Linked DNA regions of Cricetulus griseus: region 2 is linked to region 1. A link is a contact called in public Hi-C data. All regions are on one chromosome and are shown on one strand. Each heading gives the region's core, a stretch centred on a gene start, on an enhancer-like site or on the middle of the called end of the contact. The rest is flanking DNA. Distances are from core to core; before and after follow the strand shown.

Region 1 (2,700 bases), core at 12-2,511:
ACACAGTCCTCTGGGCCTATCTTTAGACCCTGGACAATCATCTAGGAAATACACTTTCTCCAAGAGCAGAGAAGAACCTTACAGAACCATCCCAAGTGCATGGGCCAGAAGACAAAGTAAATATGGCCAGAATGTGAGGGCTAGCAAACAGGCTGTCTTTAAAGACTGAATCTCAAAACAAAGAACCTCCTCAAAGATAAATGACCAGTAAGAGTAACTGAAACACTCCTGAAAACGAAGCCAGGGAGGTGAAGAATGGCTCCTATCTGATAATAGCTTAGTAACCTAAGAGGAGGCATTTCCCAGGGCTGCAACTGGAGTCCAGTAAAAGCCTAACAAACTGCCTTCCTTCTGCAGTAGTCAGTTTGTCTTTGCTGACAAATCAGAGGAACTGAGCAAGAGAAATATGACAGGAATATGGAAGTGAGGAAAAAGAGAAATTGGTGTAGGAATCCTGAATGTGTATAACTTGGGCATTTCTAATTTGTCCTCAGGACTCTGTCTACTCATGTCCAAACTTAATACCATGCCAAATGAGGAAGAAATAGGTTCTATGTTTTGTTACAAAAAAAAAAAAAAAAAACCAGGCATGGTGACTCATACTAACAATCCCAATACTCAAGAGGCGAGTGAGGAGGATTGCTACAAGTTCCAAAAGCTTGAGTCTAGCCTTGGCTATGTAATGAGTTCCAGGCCAGCCTGGACTACAGTATGAGGTTGCCTCTAAACAAAGTGTAAGAGGGAAAAAAAAAAAAAAATCACTTGTGTTTGAGGATCCCAAGAACTAAGGGCGGGCCAGGATGTAAAACCGACACTTCCCAAGCCAACCAGCCTATCTGTACTCTCAACCAGGAGACCTGGAAGTAAAGGCCTTGAGGAAGAGGGAACAGTTGCTCACTCAGCCCCAAGATGGGAGGCCTGGCAGCCCTGAGTCACACAGCGCCTTCCACCGACCAGCCCCTTCTTTCCAACATTCAGAAGCAACAATGGACTCTTCCCATTCAGAGAGAATTGCTATTGCAGCTGGGGAAACACTGCTTCCTACCCTGACCAGGAGACAGCTTGAGGGACTAGAAAGTCCAGTGTGTGAAAGCACAGGCACACAGACCTAAGGAAATATTATGGAGCCTTAGTAACAGAAACCATGAGGAAACTCTGCTTGCACAGAACTGTTTAAAAATAAACAGTACTGAAATACCAGCAGAGCTAGTGACTCACACTGTCCTCAGTGCTGAGAGAACAGCAGCTCCTTGACACACTTACTTGTCTCCCGGGCTTCTTCCCCAGTGGAGAAACAAGGCAGAGTAAAGAGAAGTCTACGGGTTGTCTAATTTTACCAGATGAGTAAGATCTTACATATTTAGTTAAGAGTACAGAGACGAACATTCATGCAGTGAACCTCAACAAAGGCAAAATTCTAAAGCGGAACCAGGGCTGCGTGAGCTACACTGAGGATACCATGGCTCAGCCAGAAGGTGGGACCTTGACGGCATTCATATGCTCACTACCACATGACCACTTCTTGGCTATGCACACCACCCTCACCTTCATGTTCTCAAACTGCTCTCAATAACAGAAGACCCTCAGAGGCCTCATACTATGGCCAACCTACCTCTCCAGTGGCCTCAGCCTCTGTGAACAACTAGTATGACACACTGTTGCCCCAGACTGCTCTTCCTAGTCAACTCCTATTCACCCTGATAGGCCTGGTGTGAGGGTCAATCTCTCCTCTACCATCCCAGTGAAGGTGGGAGCCACACCAGCATGAAGAGCCCATACCAAGGTATGACAGACACCCCACCCAACCCACAGATCCCCAAGCAGTAGGAAGGTCCAGCACACCTTGGACACCAGTCACAGGCATGGGGCTGGCTCAGTTAGAAGTCCTGAACTCCCTCAATCTTCCCAACCCCTTCAAAATAAAGTAAAGCAGATACCCACCCACCCAGCAGATTGCTCAGTTCACCCACCCTCCTTGACCCATACACATGCAGAGAATAAGCAACCTCATTTTGCCAAATGTTTGTCTTGTATCAACCCTAAGAACCCATGGCATTTAAACTGAACAGAATTGCAAGTATTTTTGGAACCAACCAATCAATTACTGGAGGTAGCTCTGGGAAGATCTGTGGCTATCACCTCTCTATTTGCAGTAGAACTCTAGTTCCTAGGCGGTTTCCTGTCAGAAAGCAGCAGACATGTGATTAGAGAATATCGGGCCTCAGAGTGAAAATGAAGACAGATCCGAAGCCCAGAGAAAGGCATGTCAGTCTGTTTACAGGAGAAAAGTCTCAAGCAGAAACACTTGCTACTTTGGAACCACAGTCAATGAAAGAAAGACTAGACCTTCCCTTTTGATTCTTAAAGGAAAGGAGGTATCACACAACAGCTGCTGCTCTCTGCCCAGCAGGCTTCAGAAGACGTCAGTGAAGCTCCTTCTGCCAGACTGTGGTATGTGCCAAGGCTCACACCAAGCAGAGAGTTCATAAACACTAATGGTCCTGCTCTGCCAGGTCCTCCAGGCTCAGCTACCTCCTCCTAACAGCCTGTCACAGTTGGCATCAGCTCTGGGCTATGTCTGCCCAGCTACCCTGCAGCCTGTCTTCATTCCACACCTGGAGCTCCACAAAGAAGAGCTGGCTCTGTCCTACTTATCTGTGTAGGATACAAATCACCAGGCATTAGGAAACGGAAACAAGG
Region 2 (2,700 bases), core at 151-2,650, 51 kb after region 1:
CAGGACAGCCAGGGCTACTGAGAAACCCGGTCTTGAAGGGGGAAAAAAAAATCCTGCACAGACAGAAGACATCTAATCAGTCTTCTTTCTACTCCTTTGTGCTCAGTTACTTTCCCACGTAATAAGTACCCATCAGCCTAATGGTCAGTTTCTTTAAAGTCTCCAGACCACAGGGGAAAAAACACACATCACACAAGTTTTTCATGTAATGGCCTCATGGCTCAGGATAGCTTCACCAGGAGACTGCCAAACTCTACAGTTAAATGTAAATGTACAAACCAAAAGTGTTCCAAGTAAATCAAAAAGAATCCCAACTAGACTGGCACTCATTCAGTGCTCAAATACCCTACGACGGAAAAGGGGGTCTAACACAGAACACTGCCCACCTGGATGATCCCTTTGCGAAGGGCTCCAAGCTGTCAAGCCTAGGGGCACAAGAACAGAACTTAAGCAAACTGAAAAACCTGCAGTGGGAGAGGAAGATGTGAGCTCACATCTACCATTCAGGATTAAATAGATTTACATCAGAACAGAGCAGGAGTGTTTGTTAAACATCGTAATGAGTAGCCCTGGAGACCGTCAGCAACCTACTCCCCTTAATCACAAAACCCCAGGGCAGCTGCGGTCAAGGAAAGACGGCAAGAGCCAGGAATGGTGTGCAAACCCCGGACCAAAGTCATCTTCCCTTGAGGACCCAACAAGAACGCAGCATCGCTGGGGCGTGCCTACTTCCAGGTCTAATCTCTAAGGCCATGAGGTCCCCTGCCAGCCCCTCTGATCCAGTCCTGAAGAAAGAAAAGCCGACCGTCTGAGAGGGGGGCCTCCGCAAGCCTGGAGTCTTTAGGGAGAGAAGAACGCGGCTTTTGAGCCCCACTGGAGGAGAGAGGCAGTTGACACTTCGGATCCAACGTGTCTAGAAAACTATGAAAGTCAAAAGGACAGCATCCAGCCTTTCCTGTCTCTCCACACACCCCTAGGTCATGTTCACCAGGCAGGCTTGGCACTCACCACCGAAGACACCAAGCGTGGGAAGGACGGAAATGGGAGTCCGCAAAGCACCCCAGGAGTACGCCCGCATGGGTCCGGCCCGCTCCGGCCGCCCCTGGGGCCTCCCCCGCTCCTACCGCCGGTGCGTGGCCCCTTGCGCGCGGACTAGAAGTTTCGAGCGGCGCGCCCCCGCGAGCTCGGCCCCGGCGCGGCCTGACAGGGGTAGGCGCGGCCACCGACCCGCGTCTCAACCGTCGCGGCGCACCCCTCACCTCGACCGCCGCTGGCCTCGGGTCCCGCTATGAACGCCGCCCGGCCAGGCTGCGACTCCGACCCCTTCCCGTTCCGCTCCAGCCGAGCTCACTGCCCGGCCCTGCCCAGACCCGCCGCGGCAGCTTCTGCCGCCAGCCAAGACCGCGCCGCCCCCGCCGCGCCCGCTGTGTTCTTCCCATTGGCTGCCGGGATCAAGGCCCCGCCCTCCAACCCCTTCCGCTCCCCGGATTGGGCAGACCGGAGCAGAGGCAGCACGCCCCCAAGCACGCTCAAGGGGACTACTCTGGGTGAGTATTAGCGGCCTCCCCTGTCAGTCAAACGAGGAGCGCCTACTTATGCAGCTGAAAGGCCAGCATGGGTCACTCCCCAGGAGCCGCCCTGAGGCTGGGGTCTGTAGGACTTTATCTTAGACAGGCCAGAGTTCCGTGGTTTTCCTAGCAACCAGGAGCATTGTGGTGCCTGACCGAGAATTTAGAGAAGGTGAACTTTAAGAAAGTTTCATCGGATCTGCAGAGACTGCTGCTTTTCCAGAAGGCCCGGGTTCCAGTCCAAGCACCCATGTGCACGGTCAGTGACTTCAATCCAGGGAATCTGACGCCCTCTTCTGCCCTTTGTGGGCACCAGGCACGCACGTGGTGAGGGCAAACATACACACACACACACACACACACACACACACACACACACACACACACACACTTCTTTTTATTTAAAAAGTTTCCTCCAAGTCAGGAGTGGTAGGGCACGCATTTAATCCCAACACAGAGGAGGCATAGGCAAGCGGGTGTCTTTGCATTCGTGGCCACCGTGGTCTACATAGTGTGTTCCAGGGTAGCCAAGGCTACATAGTGAGAGCAGTGTCTTAATAAACAAAAAAGAAGAGGAAGTGGAGTGGAGAAACTTCCCTCCAGAGGACAAGCCTTCAGGGCACCAAGCAATGCACAGACATTTTGATTCTCACAGTAGTCCTGCCTGATAAGGCGTTAGCCCCAGGAACAGAGGGAAATGATAATGAGTCAAAAAAGCTAATAACTTCCTGAGCACTGCCTCACACTGTCAGAGATACCCGAGAAAGGGTCTGAGAAATTGATTGCAGGTAACTTTCTGGGTACTATGTGGAGTAAAGAGTAAATGGCGGTGGATAGTGGCTTGTAATCCACTCAAGAGGCTGCTACAAAAGAATGTCTGAGAGTTCCTGGCTAGCTTGGGCAACAGAATTAGACTCTAATTGGAAGAAAAAGAGGAAATGGCCCAGGCAAGCCAGGGATACACCGAAAGATACTGGCACAAATGAACAAATGAAGCTACATATGGAGATATATGCCTATAATCCCAGCACTTGGGGAGACAGAGACATTCAAGGTCAGTCTGGGATACATAATGAGAACCTGTCTCAACTTCCCTGCAAATTAACAGAAAAGGCCAGTGTGGTAGCATAGC

What was found. Hi-C and Micro-C count contacts between places; a contact is called where the count stands out from the background.
Region 2: a Hi-C map of fibroblasts shows a contact between it and region 1, with 1.6 times the contacts expected there. The contact joins the promoter of Pacsin2 here to the enhancer-like site in region 1. A contact is called at or near these places in 3 of 8 Hi-C or Micro-C datasets (the CHO-K1 cell line and fibroblasts).

The regions. Positions count from the first base shown.
Region 1 is chr2:380,313,815-380,316,514 of CriGri-PICRH-1.0, forward strand. The region is part of intron 1 of Pacsin2 (protein kinase C and casein kinase substrate in neurons protein 2); the gene reads right to left. Among named protein-coding and RNA genes, the nearest start is that of Pacsin2, 51 kb to the right of the region's middle. Within about 2 kb of position 1,262, at least 5 of the 6 cell types and tissues checked have open chromatin away from gene starts, as enhancers often do. A contact at or near this core is called in the CHO-K1 cell line and fibroblasts, where this site is marked.
Region 2 is chr2:380,364,877-380,367,576 of CriGri-PICRH-1.0, forward strand. Pacsin2 (protein kinase C and casein kinase substrate in neurons protein 2) reads right to left here and starts at 1,401. Exons shown (of 10, transcript XM_027396120.2): 1 at 1,260-1,401.